Regions from separate parts of the Mus musculus genome. Here region 1 is linked to region 2. Evidence: chromatin contacts called from public promoter capture Hi-C data. All regions are on one chromosome and are shown on one strand. The core of a region is the stretch at or near the end of the contact, and the rest is flanking DNA. Distances in the headings are between cores, read along the strand shown. Region 1 holds the start of Tmem106b (transmembrane protein 106B). Region 2 holds the start of Sdhaf3 (succinate dehydrogenase complex assembly factor 3).

The links. Promoter capture Hi-C pulls out the DNA fragments that hold promoters and counts their contacts.
Region 1: a promoter capture Hi-C map of pre-B cells shows a contact between it and region 2. The contact joins the promoter of Tmem106b here to the promoter of Sdhaf3 in region 2. A contact is called at or near these places in 1 of 39 promoter capture datasets (pre-B cells) and 1 of 484 Hi-C or Micro-C datasets (CD4 T cells).

Annotation. Positions count from the first base shown.
Region 1 is chr6:13,064,807-13,072,134 of GRCm38.p6, forward strand. Tmem106b (transmembrane protein 106B) reads left to right here and starts at 4,953. Exons shown (of 9, transcript NM_027992.3): 1 at 4,953-5,154; 2 at 5,502-5,608; 3 at 6,936-7,157. The coding sequence starts at 6,938.
Region 2 is chr6:6,952,444-6,959,834 of GRCm38.p6, forward strand. It overlaps Sdhaf3 (succinate dehydrogenase complex assembly factor 3), which reads left to right and starts at 3,575. Exons shown (of 2, transcript NM_001077713.1): 1 at 3,575-3,757. The coding sequence starts at 3,584.

The DNA of each region.
Region 1 (7,328 bases), core at 3,703-6,202, 6.1 Mb after region 2:
TGTGTGTGTATGTGTGTATGTGTGTGTGTGTATGTGTGTTTATGTGTGTGTGTGTGTATGTGTGTATGTGTGTGTGTGTGTGTGTGTGTGTGTGTGTTTTCTTTATAAAGCTCCCCTGAGAAATGTTTGTTGTCTTAGTTCAGATATTTCTGAGCTGTACTTCTGATCTAATCAGTATTAGGGTGTGCATACAATAAACCATCCCTGTCTGACTGAGATCGGTGTTCATTCGTATGGTTTGTAGTGCTACTCTCAGCCCTCAACAATATATTTTAATTCTTTATTTGGACAAAATATCTGCTATTCCAAGTTTAAAAAAATTATTCATGCCACAGTGGTGAATAACATGTGCTTTTCTGATTTCTAGTTATACAATTTGATAGCTGTGTGTTCATATACAAGTTACATAACCTAGAATCTTCTATCTTCTTTTTTTCTTCTGATGTGTGCATGTTTATAAGTATGCAGGGATGTGTGTATGGAAATTTGGGACAATACAGGGTTTCTTTTTCAAACATTCTCTACCATAGCTATAGTAAGATAGGATCTCTCACTGAGTCTGGACCTCACCAATTTGCCAGTGAGCACCACTGATCCTTGCATCTCTGTTTTCCAGAGCTGAGATCACAAATACCAACCTCTAGGCTTAAATATTTAATGTGTGTTCTGGTGAATTGAACTAGTTTCTTCATACTTATGGAACAAACACTTTACAGACTGAGTGATCTCTCCCGTCTTTAGTTTCTCTGTTTAAAATAAAATTCAGATAATAATAGAATGTAATCCAAAGACTTCCCATAGAAATTAAAAAGAGATGAACTGAAATACTTCATATACTGCATGACACAACAAACTCATTCATTTATTAAACATGACCTATTTTGTAACATTTTTTCACTAACTTATTATGACAAAGACTCTGTAAAAGTTTAAAATCAATAAAGTTAGTTATTGGTTTAAACATCTTAATACATACAGAGAAATTTGCCTCTCTAGGTTTGAAGCAATGAAGATGTAAGTCAGGATATACAGAAGATTCTTATGCTAAAAATGGTTTCTTAGGGATGTGAACCAAAGGCTCAAAGGGATGAGATGTTTGCAGAATGTAACAAAGGATATTGAAGAGAGGAAACACAAAGGTGTAGTCACAGAACCAAGAACTTGCTATCAGTGAATGTAGGGCAAATGACCACAGGGAATAATACTTTTGCTATGTATCTGGGAAACTATCACAGGAATTCAGCCAGAAACACTCCAGTTCTTTAACTTCTAATTTTCTATTATAGAAGGTTGAGTAAAATAAGCCACACCAAAAAGACAAAAAGAAAATTCTTTATATACACAGAGTATAAGTTTGTGAGTGCATCTATAAAAATAATTAAACTCAGTTTGCTAATGTTACCCAGCCAGCTTGAAACTTAAAAGTGCAGGCTACGACAGACCTGCATACTAACAATAAACCATATACTTCAGAACGATTGAGAGAGTAAATTATGAATTATTTGTCTGTTTATAAGTTTTAGCAACAAATTTCTAAGGAAGTGACATTTGAAATTTGGCTGCCAGCTGTTAATATGTGGGTGAGTCTCATTCAAGGAAATTATGAGAAACATGGAAGGAACATGCATGTTTTGAAGATTTAACCTAGCATAGAAGAATACCTTATTTCAACACCCACGAAAAAGAGGTTTAATCAGATCACAACTTCTGTTCAGTTACCTCATACTATTTAAAACATTGTTTCTAATATCTAATAGCATGTAGACTGACATGGATCTCAAAATTTCAAAGAAAAAGTTGTTGACATTTTCCAAAATTTTTCTTTTAAAATATTCTTTAATGATTAAAAAAAGAAGAATTGGAGAAAGTCTGTCTAGCATTAAAGATCTATCTTTAAAATACTTTACTGTTTGTGGATAAAAACTTTGTCACAATAATATCTAATTGTTGTGTTTTATAAAAATATAAAGAGAAGGAATATGTTTGGTGGAGGTAAGGTAGGTGTGGGGGAAGGAGGTGCCTCTGCAGGGCCATGCTGAGGTATTGCTTCCCCTGGAGGGACCAGCCATGCAATGTATTCAGGGCATGGGGAGGGGAGTTGAGACAGAAAAAGGTAGGGGAAGAGAGAGAGAAAGAGAGAGAGAGAGAGAGAGAGAGAGAGAGAGAGAGAGAGAGAGAGAGAGAGAGAGAGAGAACAAGAGTAGAGGCTGTGACCACTTGCAGAGAGAGGGGAAGGGGAATGCGGAGCCTGTGTAAAGGCCAATGGGCAGAGCTAGAGCAAGAAGGCAAGAGAGAGAGAGAGAGGAGGGGACAAGCAGCCCCTTTTATAGAGTCAGGCACACCTGGCAACAGGTAACTGCGGGGCAGAGCCTGACAAAATGCCAACACTAACAGCTGCTATACTTACAACCTTTTAAAACAAGCTCCAACAGGGCCATACCTTCTAATCGTGCCACTCCTTGGGCAGAGCATATACACACCATCACATTCTGCTTCCTGGCCCCCATAGGCTTGTCCAAACATATGAATCTATGGGGGCCATACCTAAACATAGCATAATAAAACCATCACAGTGTATGAGCATGTAACTGAGGCACTATAGAAAAATAATATAGAAAGACAGGTGTAATTATGGAGGTGGGGGAAAAGACCCTTACTCTGGAGGCTAGTTGGAGTCTGTCTTCAGTTGAGAGTTAAGGATTCCAGCATAATTAACACTTACTGTGATGTTGCAGACATAGAAACAATACTCATTTTAAAACTGTAAAAATAACAACAAAAACAAAACACCCAATAGAAAGAGTGCATAAGACATCATGTATGTTCTCAGTCCTTGATATTTTAAGAAGCTTTCACAAACGTGTCTTTTTTTTTTTTTTTTTTTTTTTTTTTTTTTTTTGGTAAACTTTTATCTTAACTTTCTGCACCCCTAGGTCGCTTTACATTGTGAGTTGTAATCCTATTCAAGACTCCACAGGAGCTCTAATCCCATTTACGTTCCTTAATGAACCTTTAAAGATTACTGAAAACCCACCCCAAAATGTATGTGTGGCTACTATAAAGACAATGAAGTGTGATTCTCTCTTGAGGAGCCCACAGCCATGTTCTCAGATGAGATTTATACATTCTCTGAGTCCCTTTCATTTCTATTTAAGTCTATGCTTAAACTCTATGTTTAAATGCCTTTTAATACACATCAAGTGGGCTTCATATTGGATCTTATTGAAGGGAAGGAAGGCTGTTCTCACAGCAAGTTTTAGGGCAACTAGTGTGCAACCCAAGGAACCACATCTCAAAAGCAATCATTTTATCAAGTGCACTGCTGGTGTGACTTAATCAGGTATTTAGTTTATGTGTATTTAGTTTCCTTGCAGTGGTTTGAATAGGAACAGCCTCTGGACCCTGAGTGTGAAGGATTGGCCCAAAGGGAGTAGCACTATTAGGGAGGGTGTGGCTTAAATGGAGGAGGTGCTGACTAGGGAGAGGGCCTTGGGGTCTAAGGAGCTAATTCACTTCCCTGCTGTCTCTGATGTCGAACTCTAAGCTCCTCCAGTATCATGTCTGCCTGGTTGCTGCCATGTTTCCTGCCAGGAGCATAACGGGCTAAACCTCTGAAACTGTAAGCCAACCCCAAATAAATGTATTCTTTATAAGAGTTGCCATGGTCTACTTCGAAGCTATTGTTAACTCTATTGAAATCCTAAGAAACTGGTTACACACTGCACACAACTTTACTTTAGAATTCTCATTATAATTTAGGATGAATCTCACAGAGTGAAATTGCCGGACCTAAGGAGGTGAATGTTTTAAATAGTCTTAAAACATCCTGCTTATGTAGATGGAAAATACACAGCTCTCACCTCAAAAGGACAAAGAGTTTATTCTAAAGCCAATATGAGGAACCATGACCTGAAAACAAAGACTTGGGCTATTCCAAATACCAATGTCCCAATGTGATAACAATTTCATGAAACTTTTATATACATAGAAGATGGTCATAAATCAAAATACTTTCCAAATACATACAAGGCAGTTTAGAAGAGCGGGACAAAATTGGGAGCTCCTCGCCCAGTGCAGTTGCTTTTTTCCAGTAGAGAAGGAAAAAAAAAAAAAAAAAAAAGAAAAAGAAAAAAAAAAAAAAACACAATTAAGAGATGCTTACTTCCCAGTTATAACTCTGTTAATTTTCTAGGAATTTCACCAGAAACCCCATTTATAGGGAAGCTATTAAACTCCTTTAGCAACCGCATCTGTTCTTGCTTTCAATTTTATCTTATTATAATCCCATCCAGGAATCTTATGAGCCACTTAATACATCTTGATTATCAGGAAGACAGAAAAGAGGTCATAACAACCTTTGACTATAACACTGGCGAGCCACTAAAATGAGCCACTGTAGCCTCAACTCACTGTAAATTATGACTGGACAATGAGGTGCATGGATTGGGACACTCCTTTAACAACTCACTTGGTCATGAGCTTTGGGGTACAACTCTTATTGCATGCACTGAATAATGTGAATTTAAGTACAAAATCAAAACAAGATTAAACCAAGGCGGGGGCGGGGGTGCGTCTTCCCGGTGACATTAATTTCTAAATGAAAACTCAATAACAAAATTCTGGCCTGCAACTCTGCCAGAAATGTGCACCAACCGGCTCATTCTAACCCCAGGAAGGAAGTTTTGTGTCTGCAAATCTAGACTTGAGAACACGATCGCTCAAAATTGCGACGGTGCACATTCCTCCCCTTTACAAAAGGAATCAGCCTGGTGGAGGGGAAAAGGGAAAACCGATTATTCGTAAGCCAGGCGCAATTAGTACTATTTTGAAACTTTCCAGTCTAGAGAAGAGACAGGTGACAAAACCAGAAGCTTTCACCCTGGCAACTTCCCTTCAAACCGGTGACAGTGCGCATGCGTAGTGTCCATTCCAGGGCCTAGCCCCTCCTTCCTGGGGCGAACTGCGCAAGCGCACGCGCAGGCTCTCCCGGTACGGAGCTCAGCTGATGCAGTTGTTGTGCTACCCCTCCCCCGCAGCTCTCCCGGCTGCACTCTACCGGCGCTCGGCCCGGCCCCGGGACCGGGACGCTGTGACCCTGTCCTGCGGCCCGCACGCACCGGAGCATCCCGGGACCGCGCAGCACTCCGCGTGCGGGTGAGCGACCCGGGCCGTGGGGCCCACGTCCCCTGCCCGAGCGGTGAGGGAGGCCGCGGCGAGCCGGGTGCGGGGTTGTCACCGCGGGGGCCTTGGCTTCGCTCCCGGGGTGGCTCGGGCGGCGCCAGGGCCCTTGATCTGAGCGGCCGAGTAGCTCTGGGGCTTGACAGTTGTAGTTGCAAGGTGACTCGGATGTTGATTTCTTCCGGGGGTTTGTTTGCCTGTGATGCCCTTTGAAAAGCGCTCGTTTCCGTCTCCCTTGAGCCCCTCAGAACTAACCCCAGGTCTGCACACAAACAGGTGACACATCTCAGTTGCATGCGCTGCTGAATTTATCTTTTTCCCAGTTTCTAGAGCATCTGAGAACCGTGTTGAGTTCACAAGACCGCGGTATAAACATTGAGAGCCCGGGGAGGAGACGAAGGGGATCTACCACTCCCTTTAAAAACCTCAAGTAAGTTTCCAAAATGACAGGGGTTACACTTGTCAATAGCCTCAAGAAAAGCTAAGCAAGAAGGCTAGGATTCAAGTGACTGCTTAATCTGGTGTGTACCCAAACCCACCTTCAGCAGAATATGTCAAGGTTACTGTGGGTCTGAGTAAGGCAGCCAGCGGAGACCAGAACCACTTAGCTGTCCCTAGCCTTTTGCCATAAAGGCTCCCATTTGTGGGACACAGTTTTCACCCCTGTGATGACACCACGTGTTGTCTAGTGTCAGCTGATTCTAAACCACCCTGTGTACTCCAAAGCTTCCAAGGTCACAGTGTAAGGAGCCGGTACTGATTACAATTCACCCCTGTGCACCTGTGGCTGCCAAGTGTTGGCTTGGCTCTGACTCGCTGTCATTGAGCCACAGTAAGATACTGTGTGTGTGTAAGTCACAATCACTGATATTTCTGAGCTATGGTACACAGTGTGTACACAGAACTTCTGAAAGTATATTTATTCATTTTTTTTTACTCCTTTTCTATATGACTCAAGTTTTTAAATTTAATATTGCTGTCTACACAGTGAGTGAATTCAACAAGTAGCATTCAGATTTTGAAAAGCAGATATGAATTTCCTTCATCTGGGGTGACCTGAATCACTTAGTATCATTTTATTTTTTAATGAAAAATATTAAATTAAAAGTAGTATCTGTGATTGTGTAGTTCGTATTTTGAATCTGATAAGTGATGGATAACCGCAGGGAGAATGGAATTGTACCATTTAAAATTTTTGTTTGCTTTTTCTATTATTTTGTCTCTCAGAAAACCGGCATGTTGTATTATGTGGCTTTTCATGTTCTTTTCAGTCATGTACTTCTAGGGTTTTATTGACAACTAAAGGAGTATGAATTTAAGTGAGTGAAATGAGTCACTTTGAAGTTAGCTGGTGATATACATATCTGTTGTAACAGGCCAACAAGTTCACCTGCAGTGCCAACTGGTTTATAGTTAAAATATGTTTTTCTCTACAAAAAACTAAAACCATATTTCTGTTTTGAACATGCTAAGAAAGCCTAGCATCTCCATTGACACTGTAAACTTTTGCCAACTGTTACCATTTTAAACATTGTTCACATTACAAGTCTTACAGGATTTGGTTTCATAATGTTCTGTTAGAAAAGTACTTTCTGAATGCTACAAATGGTTTCCTTGTATCAGACATTACTTTGGTTGAACATAATTTTAATCCTACAAGTAATTTGCATTTGCCTAACCCTGTAAATATATCCCATAGGGTCTGAGACTCTTTTTTTCCACATGGAATTTACTGTCAGATTTTTCTTTTTCATTAGACATGGGAAAGTCTCTTTCTCACTTACCTTTGCATTCAAATAAAGAAGATGGCTATGATGGCGTTACATCGACAGACAATATGAGAAATGGATTGGTTAGCAGTGAAGTGCACAACGAAGACGGAAGAAATGGAGATGTCTCTCAGTTCCCATATGTGGAATTTACTGGAAGAGATAGTGTCACTTGTCCCACTTGCCAAGGAACAGGAAGAATTCCTAGGGGTACGTGTTGTAGCATTGGCTGTCCTCTTAAAGGATTCCAAACATTTGCTCAAACAATGTAAAATCTATAGTCTTAAGCACTTCTATTTTCAGAGATTCAAAGTTTACCAGTTTTGTTTAGTCAGAAACACAAAAGCAAACAATTAGTACCATTCCTAAAGCAGTAATAGA
Region 2 (7,391 bases), core at 2,325-4,824:
AGATCCCTTTAGCTCCTTGGGTATTTTCTCTATCTCCTCCATTGGGGGCCCTGTGATACATCCAATAGCTGACTGTGAGCATCCACTTCTGTGTTTGCTAGGCCCCAGCATAGTCTCACAAGCGACAGCTATATCTGGGTCCTTTCAGCAAAATCTTGCTAGTGTAGGCAATGGTGTCATGTTTAAAAGGAGGAAAGAAATGTAGCTTAGTGGACGAGTACTTGCTTAAAGTCAGGTCCCAAATTCAGGGGAAAGAAAAACCATACCGGGCCAGATTTTTATTTTATTTGTATGGATGTTTGCTGCATGCATGTCTGTGCACATGTGTATGTTTGGTGCTCATGGAGACCAAGAAGGAGAGGTGGATCCGCTGGAATTGCAATAATGGATGTTTGTGAACTGCTATGTGGGTGCTGGGAACTGACTCCAGATTCTCTATAAGAGCAACCAGTGCTCTAAACTGTTGCGCCATCTTTTCAGCCCTGGAAAAATGGGTTGATATTGATAGCAAGACCTGTTTTTTACATTTCATTATGAATATTGGAGTATAACATATTGATTCAGCATGCCATAAGCAGGTGTTTTTATCTGCATCTTGTGTGTTTATTTTTGGCTGTTTTCCTTGTTCATCATTTTTATTTCTTTTCAGCCAAAACACCTCTCTGCTTGTCAAACAGATTTCTACCTGCTTCTTCCACCTTAGTGTGTTGGAGGGGATCTGCACAAACCCTTCCTGTTTCTATGACCTTCCAATTCTAATATTCCTCTTGTGGTCAAAACAAAGTGTGACAATTCTGAATCAATAGCCAGGAATTCAACTCAAACCTTATTTTCAGTTGATGGATACTTTGACCACAAGAGGAAAGCTGAGTTGAAAAGTCAGAGAAACATAAAGTTTCATCCTCCTAATAGTGCATTGCTCATAGTGTGTGTGGTGTGGGGAACAAAGCTCATCTGCCCTATCATGACTTGCCTTCTTTCTTCAAGGTCTAATCATGCCACTGTATATTAGAATCTGTCTGTCTGGTCCATCAACTCCATTTCCATCATTGATTTGCTAGTGCCTTGTGGGTTTTTTTTTTTTTTTTTGTTCCTTTTAGGCTGAATCAATTCTTTTATTAGTTCGTTGGCAGGATGTTTTTTTCCACATTTTAATAAGGAGCTTTGGCTCTGAAAGAAGGATTTATTATACTTGTTAATTTAACCTGAAGAGAAACCAGAAAAAAAAAGCAAACTAGAATAAAATAATTTTCAATTTTCAAGGATATTAACAGATGAAATTTGGTAGCAAAGATGCCCTGAAATAAAATAACCACACTGCTCTTCAATCCTTGCCATTAATGTGATTTGTCATGATACCAAATTAAATTTATTAAGATAGTATTTTAGGCAAGTAATTTCCTTAAAGTTAAAGGAAAAACTCTATTCAAGGGCATAAATACTGGAGTGCTTCTTATTTTGTGCTGTACAGTAGTGAGACCTCGAAATGAGCAAAAAACATTGTAGGCTATTGTCTTTTTTGATTTCATAATTGTTACACAGACAGAAATCCTATGTTTGTGAGACAACTGCACACATTCTTGCCCTCTTGTGTTTTACCAACATGCAAATCCTGATGTGCTCAACACCACTAATAAACGCTCTGCACCAATGCAACAGTAATGTGGTTATTACATGTCTAGAGCACAGCCAGACCGGTGGGAAACACTCCCTCCTCCTGAAAAACGCCTTCCCCTAAGTATTCTTGTCAGAAGCTAGAATCAGTAACTAAGCAAAGTACGGCCTGCTGAGTATTATGAAGACAAAAAAGAAAAAACAACAAAAGCAGGAGCACCATGGGAGGTTTGGCTTGGTTATGTTAGTTTCAAACAAGGCTGTTGGGAAAGGTCACACGACAGTGAGCCGACACACTGGTTCTGGCAAGTGATGCCTCCTACCAGCCCCCGGAAGTGCTCCAAACAAGGTTTCCGGTTGGAAGTGAAGGAGTTCAAAGATGGAGGCCAGTGTGAGTGGAACTGACTTACTAGGGAGTGAATAAATAGAACATTTAAATTCTAGAGGTAGAGAGACTTTGAGTTGTTCAATAACAGAGTGCTACTGAGGATTTGTTAAGCAGAGGAACGATGTTATCTAATTACAGCCTGGGTAGATCATAACTGAAGTTCAACATGGCCAGAGGCAAGAACACAGATACGGTAGCTATCCAGTAGAAAGAGATAATTATGGTACAGGGTGTGATGGAAATAATGTTTGATTCCTGCATGATTTTGGTGGTGGAGCTATTAGGATTTGCTGAAGGATTAAAATTTAATTGGAACGAAAGAATAAGGACAAGAAGCTATCAGCTTTTGAAATAGTTACTTTTTTTTTCCCCACCTCTACACAAGTTTGGACTTGTGAACATCTAGATTTCTTGTTTTTGTAAGACCCCCGATGCTGGGCCTCTGCAAGTCCCCAGGTGAGCTGGCCAACACCCCAACGTCCTGAGAGAAAACCATACCTGATGCAAACTGCAAGAGGTTTTATTATCAGCTAGCTGAGGATGAAGTCCCTTTGCTGGTGCAGGGCAGGGGAGTTCGACCCGGTGACAGTAGGGAGCTTTTAACAGCTAGCTGAGGAGTTAGGAGGAGTTGGGAGGAGACTTGGGAGGAGTTGGGAGGAGAGTTGGGAGGACTTGGGAAGAGTTCTTCTCTTCCGGGTGTCCTTGGTGAAATTTACAAGGCAGGAGTGGGGAGTGAGTTCTTTCTGAATTTTTATCTCTGTGTCCTTGGCACAGGAAGGCAGGCATCTCTGGTTGTACAGTATAGAAACAAAAAGGCTTTTTGCTGGCTATAGAGAACAAAGAGCTTCTTTCTAGCTGTATTTTTTAAAGATCAGGGAAAACAAGCTTGGGAAACATCCAGGGGCTTTATCTTCCAGGGAGAAACGCTCTAAGTCAGGGTCTCACATTTTCATCTCACATTGTTTAATAAAAATTCTCAGAATCTTGGTCTTGGAAAAAAAATACACATAAAATAACTCCCAAGATTCTTTCATAGTGCACTTGACCTAGACCAACAAAGTCTGCCCTTCAGGGCTCACTTGTGATAACTACCTGGAAGAAGCTATGCCTACTGCATAAACTCCAAGTACAGCACTGCAAAGGACGAGGGCTGTTGCGAGGGACCGGCGAATGCCACACTATTTCAGAAGCCATAACACTTTGGATTAACCACGCAAGGCTTTCTGGAGAAGACTTCAGTTCGATGAAGTCTTTCTCAAATATTTAATAAGAAGAAACTAGCAAATGGAGAAGATGAGTTAACTCTGAAGGTAACAAGTCGCTCACACAAGACTTTTTGTCTTACACAGCAGCACCTCTCTAGGAAACTCAAGAAATTACAACTACTCCTCAACAGCCGCGCCTTTGGCAGAGCGTTTCTGTCCGCCCGCCCCAAATCCGGGTTTCCGGAAGGACAAGATTCTATGACGGACCAAACCGGATGAAGGTCGCGCGCTCTCTTCCGCCCGCTTTGGGGTTCACCCATAGGCGACTTCCTAGCGGGGGCGGAGCTACGCCCACCTTCTGCGCAGGCGCGGCGCGATGCCGGGGAAGCATGTCTCGAGAGTCCGGGCTTTATATAGGCGAATCTTGCTGCTACATCGGGCTCTGCCCCCGGACCTCAAAGCCCTGGGTGACCAGTACGTGAAGGACGAATTTAGGAGACATAAGACTGTTGGTCCTGGCGAGGCCCAGCGATTCTTGAAGGAATGGGAGGCAAGTGACGCCCCCTCCCCGCCCCCTCGTCCCGGACCTTGGGTTTTCAGTTCAGACCCCACCTTCCTAGCTGCTTCCCAGGGTCCGTGCACGGCCAAACAGGGCGTCTGGAATAGACAGACTAAAGTGGTCAAACAGCACTTCTTTCAAGCTCCGTCGCGAATCCCCCAGCTTCCCGCACAGGCTCTGTGCTTGAGCAGTTTCCCCCGCATTCAGAAGAACTTTCTGAGAGTGCTGAGGGTGCCAGGTGCTGGAGAGAGAAGGGTGGCGTGTCTCAGACGTTACTGCACTCCTGACTGTTTAGTGCTCCAAAAGTTCGTCGGCGTTTGTCCTTTGCGTTGCCTTTAGGCTGTTTAGGTGACAGCCGTGTAATTAACATGATGTCATTACTTAGCTGCCAGAATTAGATCATTTCGATCATTTGTTAATTTGTAATTGTAGGGCCTTAGTAAGCTTTCCACTTGACAGATAAATTATATAACCTAGAAAAGACCTAAGGATTGCAATTTGTTAAAGGGGTAATGCTGGCGGGGGCACGCGTTTGGATTCAGTGTTTGACTTTTCTCTTTTCTTTCTTATTATTTATTTTAGGTACATATTTATTTATTTGTGTGTATACGGGTGTGTGTGTGTGTGTGTGTGTGTGCTGGAGGTCAGAGGCTAACCCAAGGGAATGGTCTCTCCTTCCACCACATGGCTCCTGGGGATCAAACCGCGGGCTGCACAGCTTGGCAGCAGACACCTTTCTCAGTGAGCCATCTCCACGACCCTAATACCTTTTTTTTTTTTTTTTTTCTCTTAAGAATGAAGGGGGAGAAAGAGTATTGCATGATGCTGAAGAGTCTTGCAGGATCTCCTCCCATCTTGAAAATATCAGGAGGTGAAAGGAGTTGGGCATTTCTAGAGTGCATCTAGGTATTTTAAAGAAACTGCTCTGGTAAAGTAAAAAAGATTTTTCATGCTGATAGTGGCTGAAGTGATATTTACCTTTAAAACAACATAAAGATTAGGCTAGGGAAAAGCATTTTCATTGAATTCTATAATTCTTGATTGTAGAATTATTGAAGAGAGAACTTTATAATAATGAAATGTATAACTTTCTTAAAAGTCTTGGTTTATTAGATATAATTTGGTTGCCAGGAGCTGGGGAGGTTTAATATTTTTAAATGCAAAACACTTTCTTTAAATATGTAGTTGGTATTGAAATCAGAAAACTAGATTTAAATTCAGACCTCAGCATTTACTAAACATTACATCAGTTAATTTTTCTAGTCTTTCGGTCTGTAAAATAACGGTATTTACAACAGGCATCTCAATGTTAGTGTATTTATTACTTTATTTTATTCAGTTTGTTTGAGTCAGTGTTTTCCTGTGTTCTTGGCTGTCCTGGAACTCAATCTGTGGACCAGGCTGGCCTGCAACTCAGAGATCTGCAATGGATAATGCTAGTATATTTAAAAAGTACTATTTATATTGTTAATCATATCAAAGCTATAATAAGTGTTTGTAAAGTCATGTCTATTAAGTAAGTTTGAAGCCAGACAGGAAGACTTTATCTGTGCTGAGAAGAAAGACTTCTAGTTTGAAAGTCCTAAAGTCTAAGGACTAGAAAGTTTAAGGAAAATGTAGGAAAGGATAGAACTTAGAATAAGTTTATAAAAAGCTGAAGGAAAGGATACGAGAAAACTGGGAAATGTGTTGATGATCACAGGAGGCTTAGTGACAGCAATATCACTTTTTTAAAAAATATTTTAAAATAGCTTTAGACTTACAGTAGAGTTGCAAAGACAATTTAGAGTTCACATACATTCAATACTCTGCTTCCCCCTTTGTTAATATATAACCAGAACATTTATCAAAATGTAGAAAGTTACCATTGCTCGGGAACTTTTCATTACAGGACTTACTTCACACCATGCTGCTGCTTTCAAGACTATCCCGTCTCGGTTTCAGGATCAGAGCTGGATCCCACTCTGCACTTGGCTTTTTTTGTTTATTTGTTTGTTTGTTTTTCGAGACAGGGTTTCTCCGTATAGCCCTGGCTGTCCTGGAACTCACTTTATAGACCAGACTGGGCTCGAACTCAGAAATCCGCCTGCCTCTGCTTCCCGAGTGCTGGGATCATTCTTTTTTGCCCTCTTTGATGTCCTGGAGCTCAGTGACAGTTGTTCAGTCTTTCCTTGACGCTTTTTTGAGAAGTGCTCTTCTGTCACTTAGGACAGTGCATCGGTTTGGGTTTATTTGATCTTTACTGATGATTGGATTGATTACATTCTTGAAAGAATCTCATGAGGTGAAGTGTTGTCAACACATTATCAAGTCATAAGTGTGATGATAATTTGGTTAAGGTGATACCTGCTGGATGTCTTTAGTGTTAAGTCAAAGCTGTGTTTTAGGGAAAGGTTATCTCTCTGCACTTCATATGCTGACGGTTTGATCCCTAATGTGGTGTGCTGAGAGAGCAAATAGAAACTTTTAAGAGGTGGGCCCCAGTGTAAGGCCATCAGCTCATTAAGAGCATCACTGAGGGGGGAGATTGATGTCATTTTAGGAATCCTGGAAATTCCTGTTGGAGCTGGTTGTTGTAATAAAAATAAACACAAAGAAAATCCATAGCCTGAGCTCAGTGCAGTGACACATGCTTGAAATCCTATGTATCGGAAGGCCAAAAACAGGGATCGAAAGTTTAAGAGTAGCCAATGCACTTTATCAAGATTTCATCTCAAAATAAAACAGGAGGGTGGGGCAATGGATAGGTAGTTTAGTGATGGAGTACTTGTCTTGTATGTGCGAGCACGCGCACACACACACAGACACAGACATAGACATACACAAAACAACACACACATACTCTCATACCAAACCTCACTTACTTCCTGTCTAGCCATTTGACATATGATCATTCCTTCTTACATACACTCCCACTGTGATGTAGTCAGAAGACTTCTGCCAGTGCCAAGTAGTTGCTAGTGTCATGGAATTCCAAATTGAGAGCTAAGTAAGTGCCTCTATCTACTACCCAGGGTCAGTATTTTTCCTTTTGAAATCACTAAATATTTTGGGTCAGGAACTCTGAGGCTATACAAGCCTTTTTTCTCTGTCAACTTGCCCTGATTTGGCACGCATGGCTATATACTGTGATTGTGTCCCCATGCTAACTTTCTGTTTCCAATAGAAACGGTTTTCATCTTCTCTACTGGTCTAGTAGTTTAACATATTTTGGAATAAAGAAAAAAGTGTTCTATGGAATTGGGGCCCTGTAGTTGATGAGTCAGCAGAAATTTAAACCTCATATTTTTTTTTCTTTCCATTTTTTATTAGGTATTTAGCTCATTTACATTTCCAATGCTATACCAAAAGTCCCCCATACCCACCCACCCCCACTCCCCTACCCGCCCACTCCCCCTTTTTGGCCCTGGCGTTCCCCTGTTCTGGGGCATATAAAGTTTGTGTGTCCAATGGGCCTCTCTTTCCAGTGATGGCCGACTAGGCCATCTTTTGATACATATGCAGCTAGAGTCAAGAGCTCCGGGGTACTGGTTAGTTCATAATGTTGATCCACCTATAGGGTTGCAGATCCCTTTAGCTCCTTGGGTACTTTCTCTAGCTCCTCCATTGGGAGCCCTGTAATCCA